2 separate regions of the Ovis aries genome follow, and region 2 is linked to region 1. Evidence: chromatin contacts called from public Hi-C data. All regions are on one chromosome and are shown on one strand. The core of a region is the stretch at or near the end of the contact, and the rest is flanking DNA. Distances in the headings are between cores, read along the strand shown.

Region 1 (7,297 bases), core at 2,575-5,074:
GCCAAATATAATTTATATAACTGCAAGGAACAATAAAACATGAACTCTCCAGTGTTTTCTTACCTAAAAATAATATAGACCTTGTAAAATTGAAGAGATTATTATTATAAAGGAAAAGACAGTAACTTAAAAGGCCGAAGCTCATTTTACAAGACTCTTTAATGCCTGTGCAAATAGGCAGACACCTGTGTCCTCATTTTCCTTGACCCTAGCCACAGGATTGAAATTCCACACAGTAATAAATAACCTTGCAAATAAAACTTTGAAATATAATTTGCTTGAGCAAGCTCAGTTCTTCTATGTTGAAAAGTCATTTTCAAAGTGACTTCTTAAAATGATTCACTATTCTTAATTTCCATGCCTACAAAGATCTTTTGTATGTGATGAAATCATCTAGTTCATCTTGTTAATAAGGTTCTCCTAGTTAGCAAATGGACCACCCTGAATTTGGAGTTGCGAGTTAAATGAATGAATGAATGCATGAATTGATCTGATCATACATTCAGTCAATGATTAGGCACTTATCTTTGAAGTCAGCTAGTCTATGCAAGGATGACTCTCCTACCTCAATATCATAATATATAATGCGATCCTATTCTCAAAAACATGGAGATGATGAAGAAAAGTAGTGAAACTTCCTTTGAGGAAATAAATGCAGAAGTCAAGTTGAACATATATTATAAACCCACTGAATACCAAGTCAATCAGACAACTAGAAAAAATATTGACATTTTGTGGGCAAGTACTATGTTCAAGGAACTGGTCCATGGTATCTTTTTTAATCTCTAAAGTCTAAACAATCCCACAAAGTTGGCAGAATTATCGTTATTTTACATGTGAAGAAACTAGGGTCATGAATTTTAAGTGACATGTTCCAAATCACATAGCCAAGTATGTGTTAGAGTTGACCCTCGACCACAAGTCGTCTGATTCTACCCACTGCACTCTTGCCACTGCCCTACTTGAGAATCTGTTGGGTGAAGACGACAGGCTAGTACCAGTCACAGCTTAATTAGACGGCAGATGGGTCTAGCATAGCATTCCTACTAGATGATACCTATCTAGTCAAGCATCTTACGTTTTCTTAGACTCAAAATTTTCTCACTTACAGAACAGATTTTCGTGCCCTGTGATTTGCTTAGATTTCAGATTCTTCAGATTCCTAGTATAATTTTTGATTCTGTCTTTCGTCTTCATGTCTATTTTAAACTGAGCTTTGAATTATATTTAATAGTATTAGGATTTCTAACTACATTGATTTTTTTTCTAAAACAATCTGTTCTTAATACCTTTGAGAAAGAGTCCTAAAGGCTTCCCTGGTGGCTCAAATGGTTAAGAATCTGCCCGCCAGTGCAGGAGATGGCAGGTTCAATTCCTAGTTAGGGGAAATTCCCTGGAGAAGGAAATGGCAACCGGTATTCTTGCCTGGGAAATCCCATGGAAAGAGGAGTCTGGTGGGCTACAGTCCATGGGTTGCAAGAGTCAGACACAATATAGCAACTAAACCACCACCATCCTAAATGGTTCAGACTTGCTTCTCAGGAGTCAGTGTGAGCGTTCATTTTTCTTTAAAAAAAAAAAAAAGTTTGCAGCCTCTCCAGGCATTGAATCATCTGGCTTAGGGCCAGACACTAGAGGGTGCTTAAGAAATATTATTTGATGATGAACTCGGATGTTGTCCACTTGCTTTTCAGAAATCATTCCTATAAATCATGACTTTGAAAACTTGTCAGCATTTTTCTCTCTCTTTTGTGGATTTCTTCAAAGGGAAAAGGAATGTCTGAAAAGTAAACATTCAAACAGCCATAACTACATCCCAAGGAGTGTGGAATAAAAAAAAAAATTATAGATACTTATAGATATATAAATATGTCTGTGAGATAAAAAGAGAACCCTGTGGATAACTCACAAAAAGCCTACTGGAACCTTATCAGTAGACTGGGCTTTGTCAGAGTGAAGCAGGTTTGTGAGGGGGCCCAGGCAACATATGTTTCTTCGGATTCCATATCCTTCTTCTCTGGAAGCTTGCTGTTAACATGACACCTCACATTTATATGAGAATTCTGGCTTTTTGTTTTAAAGTCACACTTTTACATATATTATCTCTCAAGTGATATGTACGAAACCTGTACATTACTATTAATAGCATTACTATTTCTATTCTCTAGATGAAAAAAGAAAAAAAAAAACCCAGAAAACTCTGAGGTTTAATGAGGATAATTATTACACTCAGATCTTTAAGACTAAGGGGCAGAATCAGACTTTAATTATAGGACTTTTGTCTAGTATATTCATAGGGCAGCAACCCCATCCTCCTTCTTTCATACTTTTGACATATGTATATTTCCACACTGTTAACATAACCATGTTTCTTCACTTTTTCCTTCCAACTTAGTCACCACATGTATCTTTCCTCATGAATGTCTCCAGATTTTAGATAAAAATAAACTCATAAATAACAAAAACAAGAGGGCATTAAATAAAAAACAAGGATGCCCATACCACCTCTGCTGTTTTTTTTAAAAAAAGTGTAACCTGGTAGAGAATGAGCATGATTATGTAGTGCCATGCATAAGGAGTGGTGTGTGGTCTGGGGTTTCAGAGAAGGCAGAACTCTAATTGGGAAGATTGAAAAAGGAAAATGATACCTTGCTTGTAAGTCTGAAAGACAGCAAAATTCTCAGAGAGCACCCCAAGCTTTGGTAATAGCAAAGACAATGTTGGTTAAGTTCAAGACATTTGCAGAAAACAATGAATATTCAATTTATCGGAGGGTTGCTTGGATGAGCAGGACCATGGGGAGAAAAGCCTAGCAAACAAGGGTTTAACCGGGCTTTAGATCAGCTTGGAGATCAGGGAAATGTTTTCTAACGAGCATTGGCCGTGACTAATCATGGGCCAAATGCAGCTATTGAATACTATTGAAAAGTGGTGGATGTGACTATGAAACTGAAATTTTGTCTCATTTACTCTTATTTTTAATGTAAAATCCACATGCGACTAGAGACCACCATTTTGGATAGGGCAGTTCAAAGGGGCCTTGGATGATAAACTGAGGCTATCACAGAGTTATACGTTTACCCCAGGGGGAGAGAGATACTTTCTGACTGAAGGAAAGAGATGGACTCAGAGACTTCGGAGAGGCTAAGACTATGGCCAAAACCACCCCCTTGCCTTTTTTAGACCTTAAGGGGAAAGGAATATCAGCTTAACAGCCACTGGAGTATCTCGGAGATAGAATTCTGGAAATATGTACTCCAAGGCCTTCTTTGCTCACAGCAATGAAAATCTTCAAACTTCCAGAGGTACTATTTTCTGCCATCTTAATCTCACCCAAACTGTACAGTATCTTTGAAATAGCAGCAGCAGAATTTGTGGAAGGATTTTAGCTCTGAATCCTCAGTTATGATTTTATTGTTTGAGTTTCCTTATAAAAAAAATCTGTGATAGGAATCTTGGCTTTTGCTATGCATTTACCTGAATTCAGGCACTTATATAAACCTAAGGAAAACAGTGAAGTCATCAATAGCAATGTGCTAGTTAAAGCTGTCACAGAATCCTGAGATCTTAAAATTGAAACTGACCATAAGAGAAGCCACTTACAAATGACTTCTTTAAATGACTTCTTCTGTAAATGGTTCTTACAAATGACTATTGCAAGTATTGAATGCCTGGGAGCAGAAATGGGAAGAATGCTCGTTCATGTTCTGCTCTTTGCTTTTCTTTTTTTTCCAAATGTCCAAGTAGCCAAGTCTCTGGTATGTATCAGAGGAACAGGCAATTTTCAGAGTGAAGTCAACTGAAAAGTATGCAGATGGCAGTGTAAATGTTAGGAGAGTTTAGAAGAAAGTATGCCAACTATGTGCTGTTTTGCTACAGTAAGTATAGAACCATCTCTTCAATGCCATGAACAAGATCCATGCCAAGTGGAATACCCTATTTATAACCCTATCAAGAAGAGGAAATAGTGCCAGGAACAAGATAAAACTATTAGCCGTATTAACAAAAATACTTAAAAGCATGTTTGTATTTGAAAATAAATGTTAGTGGTTACGAAAAAAAAAAAATATAAGTAGTTGTAGGTCTGGGTGCTGAAACCTGTTGCAAGACCATTAATTAGTCATCTTCTTATCTTCACTGCCATGTGTCTGCCAACTTGCCTGTTTGAAGTCGTAAATGGAGCTCATAAATGGACTCTCTGGGAGATATGAGGAAAATAAACAATTCCCCCTATTTGGTAAATAGTTAAGAAATCTCCCTGAGCTCACATGTTTTTTTCCTCCTGTTGGCACTGTTGATCCAGTGCCCATCTGGGATGTCCTCCCAATCTGCCTGAAAGCTGCCAAGCTTTCCAATGCCAAGTATGTAGGCTGCAATCCCAGAAGTGGGAAAAATAGATGGAGGCCAAGGGTGTGCCACTGAGTGTGCAGACTCTGATCACAAGGGTGCCGTGCTGGGCGGGGCCTGACAACCAGCCTGCACGTGCCAGCATCAGGATATGGCCATGAGCTGCCACCCCATGTCTTTCCCTGCCCATCAGTACCCTGGGGAACAACCCTAAATCCTTAGCAAGTGGCTGAAGGAATGGCTGGATTGGAGCCAGAGTCAGCTTCTTTTGCTTTCTGATTGCATCAGCGGAATTTACTATATGCCGTACTGTTCTCCACTGTAAGGACTGGGCAGGCATCAAGATACAATTTCCTTTCCCTTCCTTTGTTTTGTCACTCTCTTTTCTCCAGCTACTTATCTCCCCTGGTAGGGTACAAAGACCGTATGATATGGAATCAGACAACATCAGGCTTACGTAAGGCTCTTCTACTAGCTCTGTGTCTTGGAAGGTAAAACAAAACAGAACATTTAACTCATCTGAACCTCAATTTATTTTCCACTGTTGGCATCTACCTTGCTGGCTTGTTGTAAGGGTTATCAGAGGTGATATAAGTGCCTAGCACTGATTCTAGAATATGATAGGCAATATATATGAACTTGCCATAGCTAGAGGTGCCTACATAGACTATGGATATCCCAACTTATTAATGATTTATTAATTAGATTATTTAATAATAAAATTCATTTATCACTATATTGATATGGAATATTACCCTGTAAGTATTAATGTCTACTTATTCAACAATTATTAATCTCTATCGTTATATGAAAATGTTAAATATAATTTTATATTCTTGCTTAAAATATAATTCCCACATATTATATATTATGTATTATATTTATGTAAATATTACATATATCATATATATATGCTTTATAGATCATTATATAGCATTATATTATGGTTTTTATAATGAGTCTATTTTGTCTATGTGCCCTATATCAAGTATCATGTTTTATATATTATATTAATACATATTGTTTATATTTATATAATTTATATACTTATATGTAATTTTATCAGCTTAAATAAATAATTTAAGATATAAAATGACAAAACAATAATTATATTACTAGTATATTATATGTCATATAATGTATATTATGTTATAATACAATTTTATTATATGATTGCTGAAATTTAAAAAAGCAAATTTTAATAGCATTGTTTATACATGCTATTACGTTAACTGAAATATAAGTATACAGACACAAATGCAATTATTTAATAATACTCTGGTGCTGCTCAGGTCACAGTTCTTGTGGTTAAGAATTGTCACAAACATGGACAGTAAAATATCATGAAAAGACCATGTGTCTCAGAGTAAAAAAGCTTAAATCCAGGCCACGCCAGGTGTGGGAACCTGACCATGCCAATTAACCTCCCGGAGTCCCTATTTTCTTACTGTGTTAGAAAGAGGGAAGGGAACTTATGGACTTGGATTAAAATACTAATAATGTATGAATAATATACAACTTAACTGCCAGCACATCAGTCCTTAATAAATGAAGGATATCATTATTCATATATTATTGTTCAAGTTATTATTGAAAACTAACTATTATTGTTGTTTTCAGTGGAAGTCTTCGAAGTACACTGACGAAACAGCCCTTTACCTTAAGGGATTTCTCCATGCACAGTTAGCTCCTGCCATGTCCATTTTGCTTGGGCTTATTTGGAGAGTAGGGCCAATTGTCCTCAGTCTCCAGAGGTCGGAGAACACTCAAACTGATATTCCTGGTGGGATAAGATCTTGGGGACAAATATTTCTTCTATTTCAAGGTTTCTTAAATTTCACATGTGATTTAAAAAGCAAATAAGCCCTTTAATTGCTTCGTTAAGCTAGTCAACATTAATTAAGAAAAATCAAGGGGAAAAATATTAGAAACTGCTGTGCTTGAGTTTTAGTCTCTGCTCTTTCTTCCAGAGTATGTCTTGCTCTGCTGAGGAAAGGGAGTTGGTGATTTTCTGTGATAGGACCGACCCACTCTGCCTGCCTCAATTCTGAGTTTGAAACTGAGCTCTAATCTTTGGGGGTTCGGCTCTTTCTACTCTGTTTATTACTGGTGAAACATGATTTCCCAACCCCATGAAAAAATGCTTAAAATGCCTTGTAAAGTGCTGCAGGGGGTAACCTGAACTATTTTGATGAATTAGACTTCAACAAGCTTGAAACAGCAGTTTCTTCTCCTTCAGCACAGCCCAGGGGCTTAAGAACAGGGTGCAGGGATCAAGGAGGGTGCTCAGGCTTAAAGTGGGAGAGGCTTTTCGTGTGTATACATCAGTGTGTACACGTGAGTCCTTGAGTGTGTGCATTCATCAGCACCATACACCTCTGTGCACATATGTACTGGAAGACGTGTGGTAAGGAGATTCTACTTGTCTGCATGACAACTAGAACCTGAATTCAGCCTTTTGCTCTTCTTCAAACTTTGGAAGAGTTGGTCCTCTTAGCTCTGCTAAAGTTTAAGGGAAAAGTTAAGTTTCTTTGTAGGTTTTCCTAGAACTAACTAGGCCATGTCCCTGGTTACATCAGCTCCCTTGGAATCTCGCAGATGCAGAGAGAATGATCCAATAAATCCAGCAACCTGCCTGCATTCTCCTCTATAGTAGGAAATAGCTTCTATATAGTGAGCACTTCCTGTGTACCAGATTTTGTTTAGTTATTTGATAACCATGGCCATAATTCCCTCAGTAACACTTAGGAGTGCATGTTATTCCCCTTTAACTCTAACTAGCATGTAAGTGAGAATGTGGGCAAATTCTTTTGATTCTAATCCCCGAGTCCTTCTTCCTTTTCTACTCTTACAGCAGGTTCCCATAAGCAGCCCAAGTTCCTGTGAAGGGTTCCAGATGCACTGACATTCTGAGGGCTTTGGGGAAAGACAGCTCTGGATCTATAGGAGT
Region 2 (7,297 bases), core at 2,258-4,757, 350 kb after region 1:
GAGAAAGAGAGCCAAAATTACACAGAGGGCCTTGGGAGGCTCAAGTGCTGAACTCCATCTCAAGAAGTCAGGGGGGAGCAGGGTGCTCAGGATGCAGGCACTTCGCCTGTCTCAATCCCCTGCCTTCCACTTCTCCTTTTACTCCTGATTTGCCCCCTCCTCTTCCTCAGATCTCTCCTCCACCTAGTCCCCAACCCTGGGAAGGGCAGACCCCTGTTCTGTTCCCCCCTTCACCGCGACACCGCCCAGGCGGTTTGAGAAGCCTGGCTTCCCCAGACCCAGGTCCTTAAGGCTCAGGCTGCCTTTCGCTCTAGGGAAGCTATTAAGGTGAGGGCAGTGCCCAGGATGTTCCCTGGAGGAGGCAGGACAATCTGGACCTAGAAAGCCTTCTCCTTGGAGGCTGGCAGGAAGGTCACACGTCCAGTGCGGTGGCCCATAGGCAAAGAGGCTCTGCAGAAGTTGGAGAGGGTGCCGAACACCCAGAGCCGGCAGATACCTGCTTGCGCAGGTTAAATCGGCAATCCAATGAAACCCCTGTCGGAGCGCAGCAATTAATTCCGCCAGCGTCTCTGCGAGGCACAAACTGGGATGCTGGGGGGAGCGCGGACCCCGGCGGCGGCGGAGCCGTGGCCTGGGCAGCGGGCTTCTCCGCTGCGTCGCTCACGCTGTCGCGCCTGGGACAACCCGAGACCCTCCTAAGGCGCTGAGACGCGGCGAAGAAGAACGAATCGGGCCAGAGAGAAAGCTGGAGCCTGTTTGGGTTGGGAAGGGGGAGGGGGAGAGAGGAGATGACTCGCCGACTTCAAAGGTCTACCCAGACTTCGGCGAGGTGAGCGCTCTTTGATTTGCTGTCACGTCTCCTTCCCCTCCAGGCGCTGGAAATCAGATCCTTATCTCTGGCTCCCCGCGGGGCCCGCCGGGCGCCGCCGGGGCCTCACTTGCTCCTCTCGGCGCTCGGTCTATCCCTGGGCGATGGCGGCCAGGCGCTGGGCTGCACCCGGGCCCGGGCCCGCTCCAGGCGGGGTGAGGGAATCCCACCGGCCCCGCGCAGACTAACCCAGCCTTTCCTTGACCACCCCCAGAAGCCCAGACCTTAGGCGCGGTGAGGGGAGGGGGCGCCTACGCCGAAACTGCTCCTGGGAGCCAACCTTTCCGGGCTATCTGCCCGATCTTGTTTCCCCCAACACTCAATTTCTTTTTCTCAGCGGCGCAGCCAGTTTATTTTCTGCCGCATTCCCAAGGAAGGGCTCCCCAGGCTCTTTTCTCGGGGACGAAATTCGTTCGAAACGTGGCTCTCTACACTAGTAAAGTACCAAGAATGGGCCGAATTCACGATCCGGTTTCAGGCGGCCCGCTAAGAGGAAAACATAAGTCTCACTCTGCCTTTGCTGCGGGAGATGAGCAAACCCCCAGCCCCAGTGGCTCTCCGGGCCCTGACCCCAGACCCCCCGTGTGAACTGCTTTAGATCCTTAAGAGAGGAAACCCCTCTCCCCAGGTTCCAGGCCAGGCATCCGCTCTGCAAGGAGCTAGGACCCCGGAACCTGGGAGGCGCGGGTAAGGGTGCCGACTACGCGCATCAAACGCCATTAGCGCTTCCCAGCCTGTGTCCCCGCGCGGTTCAGACACAGTTTCTCTCGTGCGGTAGAGCGCCAATCCCGGTTCTGCCGCCAGCCCTATGCCGGGCATTAATGAAGTGTGCAAGAGTCTATTAAAGTGGTTTATTCGGGGCTAATTGAGCGTGAGCGAGTTAACTGCTTGCATTAATGAGGACGGAGCGAGCTCCACGAGCGAGTGCCTGGAGGAGCCCAGCATCAGCCCCGGAAAAATCATCCTTGACACCGAATCCCCAACACGCGTGCGGACTCCTGGAGAGAGGACTGACCGGCGCCGGACACTTCTGTTTAATTCTCCCAACGAACGAGATCGAATGAACCCTTCAGGTAGGCGGCCATCCCCCTGCATCTAAATGCCAGGCTGCGTCCTTAGTGATCTGCTCCCCAGTCTTACTAAAATCGCAATTACTTTGAGGATCCTCATATAGAACATTTACTCACTGGTCGCCCTCCATCCGTTCCTCCCGCCTCCCCCACCCCGCGTCCTTGCCAGCCTCTCTCTTCTCTAGGAGGCCATGAACCTGGGAGATTAACTAGCCTTGCACGTGGTTTCTGTTCCCAAGAGCCAGCGCGCAGCTCTTAGCCCGGGTGAAATTTACCAAATTGTGGCAACAAAGAAACTGTCGCAGCTCCTCTATACTCCAAGAACCTACCCCGCGACTGGCCGAGCTGCTGAAAAAGGACTGGCTGTGGGTTTTCATTCCTCTTACGAGAGAAATTTCCTGGGAGAAATGAGTTCAGCCGGCAGCCCGTCACCTCTTTCCCTCTCTCCTCCGGCTCCCACCCTGAAGGGAGACAGTCCCGGGAGCAAACGAATCTTGCCCTTTCAAGCCTGAAACTGAGAACATCCGCAGCTGCAGTGTTTCCCCTACCGCGGCGTGCCGGGTCTCTGATTGGGGAGTAGTGCTCGCGCCCCCTACATACTCCCCTTTACCGGGTCAGTCGCGGGTTACTCTCCAGGCCTCGACCACAAGAGCAGTCACCGAACAGACAACACCCCTTAGTCGGAGCGCAAATGCGACGCGGGGTCAGGCACGCGGGCGGCACTCCCGGGTGGGGCCGGCCGCGTACCTGATCGCAACTCTGCAAAAAGACCAGCTCAAGGGAGCGCGACCCGGTGGGGGCGTGCACCTGTCCTTGGCGCGGGCGGCCGTGGCCGTCCGGCCACTCTCTTTTCCTCCTTCTTCAGCTAAGGTAGGTCAGATTGAGCTAGGCGCGCGTCTTGGGAAAGTTTGTGCCCACACAAGTTGCTTCGGTTTCTTAAGTCAGCTTCGGCCACAAGCTGACTTCCGAAGTCCGCGGGCACCTCGCCCGGGATTCCGCGAAGCCCGGCGGCGCTGGGGGTAGTAACGGCGACCCGCCCCTTCATTCCCCCAGGTCAGAGGCCGAGGACCCCCGCACGAGAAATTCCTGAGCCAGCACCCCCAAGCACCCAGGACTGCAGCTGCTCTCACTTTCACAGAGGTCCAGCAGTCTTCATTTGTTAAGAGGAGCTTCTTCCCGGGACTTGGAGAGAGAAGAGACACCCGCCGAGCGGTGACAAGGGGACCCCGGGGATCCTGCCCGCATTCCCCTCGCCAAGCCCGGGAGCCCAGGGCTGCAGTTACCTTATTCCGCGGCGGTCCCGGAGTTGAGCGCGTCTCTGGGGCTCCCGCTGCGGGGGCACCCGGATAGCCAGAGGCGCTGGATTTCCACAGGCACCCGCGGAGCTCAAGAGTCCCGGCCCCTCTCCGGCGGCCGCGGGGACTCCGAGCGCCCTACACGCGGGAGCGCTCAGCGGCCCTGGAGTCCTGTCCGCCCAGGGGGTGGTGAACTTCTCTCGCGGTTCCTTGGTTGGGTCTGAACCCGGAGCGGCTGAGAAAGCGCTGGGGAGAGACCGAGCTCCGACTCACTTACCCCTTAGCACCGAGCCGCCTACTTATTTTAATCCACCACCCTCCCTCCTTCCCCCCTCCCCGCTCCCCTAGCCTCAGGATTCCTCCCCTCCCTCCCCTGCCCCCTCCCCGCTACCATCCTTCCCTGCGCCTGCGCACTGAGACACAAAGTTTTGCTGACCCGGGCAGCAGACTGGGACTGCGGCGCTCGCCTGGCCCCGACCTCCCGGGACCTGCGTCCCCGGTTCTTCAGATCTGTGCGACCCTTTCTGCGTGTTAGGCCCACGAGGTTCCGGCAGGCGAGCTCGAATAAAACAGCCTCTTCCATATGAAACTGGGCTGAAACTTCTCTGTCCCCTTCCTGCGCGCCTAGGACACAGCCCGTGCAAGGTCGGGGTAGGCGGGGGCAGGGGGGCGGTGCGTCGGGATCCTGGCGCCTTAGTTTGGGCCCCGACATACCTCGGCCCCGCCGAATAGCCTGTCTTGTCCCAGAATACCTCTGGAACCGAACAGCTTCAGGACATCCGAGAATGCTCAGCGCCAGGGCGGTCACCCAGACTCCAATGCCTATGACTGGCCCCAAACCCTGGGTTACCGAGTTCGCTAGAAAGATTAGAGGCGGAGGATGGGGCAAGAAGTCAAGATAGTTATTTTCCTAGGACCCAAAAACCTTCTGAGATTCATGCCCTCTAAAATCCTGTATTCTTTTGTTTTAGAAGGATGGATGAGAGATTGGAGAGTTAAGTACCACAGAGCCGCGATGCAAGCTGCAAAGTTCTTCAGCTCTAGGGTCTTTGAGTCCAAGAGGCTGATTCAAGTGGAGTTTGGGATGAGAGCAAGGGTCAGGGTTCTGACTGCCAGAAATTCTGTCTTCACTGCTTATGCTTTAGGGAGAGTACCACTAACCCCTTGACTGCCTGGCTCCAAGAGCTGACCTCCAGCTGACCCCAGCCCAGTTCCCTCCCTGCCACCTCTTTGGAACAGCCCGCCTTGGGTTCGGGAGGAGGGGCTGGTCTCCCAGGCTTGGGTGGATCCAGATTCGCACCTCTGTACTCGTGGGGTTTGCCCCCAAGGCTGCTGCTTAATGACCCCTCTCCCCTAGCCCTGGAGACTGGACCTGGCTTCTGTGGGTCTCTTGCATAGGGGCACTGTGTCTCTGGAGACCTTTCCAACTTTGGTCTGCAAGTCTGCATTGGCTTTCTTTTTAAAGGAGTCTTGGTTTCCTGACCTAGGAAAATGGTCGTGGAAATGCCCCCCATAATGAATAGTTGGAGGAGACCCTGGTTTTACCCTCAGTCCTTCAGAAAGAGCCTGGCCTCCAGCCCTTGGTAGCTTTGACCTGGGCAGGTAGGAGGGCAAATGGGTGCAGTCTTTGCCATAAGGGAGACTGTACTTACCCCCTCCAGGTTAGTGTTAGAGTAAGGAACCCATGTAAGTTTGCCTGTGCAGCTGAAAAAATCCTAGCCTGGGGTGACATTCTGGCCCTTGGGAGGCCCCTTGGGAACAGAAGGAGCTGAGATCACTCCCTTCCTTGAGATTCCAAGGCAGCAAATTCCAGGAGCAAAGGAAGGCCTGGAGGGAAAGTCCAGCAGGGCATTCCTGGATTGTACCAGCTTCCACCTTGGGCCAGGGAAACTGTGTGCCCTAGTCTCAGGGTGTCCTAGGAGACAAAGCTTAGCACCATCTATTGCTTTAGGGAGAGTACCACTAACCCCTTGACTGCCTGGCTCCAAGAGCTGACCTCCAGCTGACCCCAGCCCAGTTCCCTCCCTGCCACCTCTTTGGAACAGCCCGCCTTGGGTTCGGGAGGAGGGCACCCATTTGCCCTCCTACCTGCCCAGGTCAAAGCTACCAAGGGCTGGAGGCCAGGCTCTTTCTGAAGGACTGAGGGTAAAACCAGGGTCTCCTCCAACTATTCAGCAGTGAAAGAATCCAAAGAGGCCTCCACAATGAGGCATCTGACTGTCCAGACCACTTAGAAAATGTCTCCCAGGAAGAGGATGTTTGGGTAGGATGGAAGGAGCCTCCTGGCATGTACAAACCCCATCTCTTGCTCAGAACTCCACCCAGTGCAACTGTGCTGACTCCATCTTTCCACTTGCCTCTTTCTTCTGAACCAGGGTCCCTGGCCAACATGACTCAAAGACTTCTAGAAATCTCCAGGTAGTAGAATCCCTAAAGAACTCTTGGAGAAAGTTTTTAGGGATCCTAAAGAAAGGGCCTTGTAACTCGGTTGTTTAATACTGCTTTTGCCAGGTTATCTGGAAAATTGATCCCCACTCAGGTCAAACCCTGTAACTAATAGCTGGTATGGAGCAAGATGGGGCTGCAAGGCTAGAGCTGTCTCTCTTAGCTGAGCATCTCAGGCTTTGCCTCTCAAGCTGCCTCCTCCGGAGCTGATCTGCAAGGTAGGACAAGACGAGAGAGATGCGGGACATTGGCATTGCCCAGCCTTGTCTCTGTTTCAGACACCTGGCTTCAACGACATTCTTTCTAGGTCTTGGACTGTGAACAGCCCCAGAAAGCTAGAATAACGAAATTCAAGATTTGATAGTTGCTGGAGAGTCCCCCATCTCAAGCCAAGCTCCCAAGTGGATGACTCCCAAAAACCCTGGCTTCAGTACTCAGTGGAGACCAACCAGATTCTAGTTCCCTCTGGTTGGAAGGAAGAAACCCGGGAAGTTAAGAACCCCTCACCTCTCTGTGCCATGGGAACAATTAAGAGAATTTCCCCCTATTAAGAGAAATTGATCAGACTAAGCTGAGTCTAGGTACCCTCGAGGTGTCTGGACTGCAGTGTGGGTATATTGAGGAGAAAAGGGCTACCAGGTAACTTGCTTTTCAACTAAGATTCGTTTAAAACTCGCAAGGACATCATGGTTCCAGTGTAGTCAACGTCCTCGGTATTCGAACGGGACTCAACCACTCTATGGCCCCCCGGGGGCCAGTGAAGGTGGAGAAACTCGTCTCTAGACGCCCAAGCCATTCCGGGGCGTCCCGCGCAAGGTGCCCCGCCGTGGCTGCAGCCTCTACACGCTTAGAGCCCGCGGGCTCCATCCCGGAACCAGACCAGGTTCAAATTCCGCCGCCACTGCTTGTTTCTGGTTCACCCACCCACCGCCAGCCCCGCGCAACCGCGGACACCCGAGTCTGGGACGCAGCAAGCCTTGGGGAAATGGCCCCACAGTAACAACCGGGCCTCCAGCTCAGCTCCGACTTCTCTCTGCCTGTGCCGATGGGGTCCAGCAGAGAGCGATACCCAAGCCGGCACGTGGCAACGGGTCGTGGATCGCCCTGCGCCGCGTTCCGAAGTGAGCCCTCGCCGCGCCAATCCTGGGCGTAAAAGGGGGTGGTGACAGCCTCTGCCAGACCACCGCCCCCCCCCCACCCCCGCCCCAACCTCAGACCCTCTCCCGACTCCTGCTCACTAGGAAGGAAAGTGCGCCAGCCTGTCTTCAAAGTGAAAATTGAGCAGCTTCCAGAAAATTAACGAGAAGGTCGCTTATTTTGCTTTGGGGGGAGGGATTGGATAAAAAAAATGAACCCCACCTCTCCTCACTTCTCAACCACACAAAAATGACCTCTTTAAAAAAAAAAAAGGAATTTGCTTAGTAATTGCGAGCTTTTGCTTCCAACGCAAGCTTTCCTGTAACTACTTTGTGGACGATTGGGGGTCTGCTCATTTGACCCCCCTTTAAGCGTGTACAGAGCTTTCAAATAACCAGGAGATTTAGGGATCCCTCTGTAATCATTGAGATGATGGATTGTAATGGCTCAATAGTTCCTCTGGAACCATTATGATCAATCAG

The links. Hi-C and Micro-C count contacts between places; a contact is called where the count stands out from the background.
Region 2: a Hi-C map of skin fibroblasts shows a contact between it and region 1, with 1.7 times the contacts expected there. The contact joins the promoter of OSR1 here to the enhancer-like site in region 1. A contact is called at or near these places in 2 of 16 Hi-C or Micro-C datasets (skin fibroblasts and tail adipose tissue).

Annotation. Positions count from the first base shown.
Region 1 is chr3:26,939,992-26,947,288 of ARS-UI_Ramb_v3.0, forward strand. No RefSeq gene overlaps it. Among named protein-coding and RNA genes, the nearest start is that of TRNAW-CCA, 280 kb to the left of the region's middle. Within about 2 kb of position 3,825, at least 12 of the 54 cell types and tissues checked have an H3K27ac peak or open chromatin away from gene starts, as enhancers often do. A contact at or near this core is called in tail adipose tissue, where this site is marked.
Region 2 is chr3:27,292,539-27,299,835 of ARS-UI_Ramb_v3.0, forward strand. OSR1 (odd-skipped related transcription factor 1) reads right to left here and starts at 3,508. Exons shown (of 3, transcript XM_004005704.4): 1 at 3,222-3,508.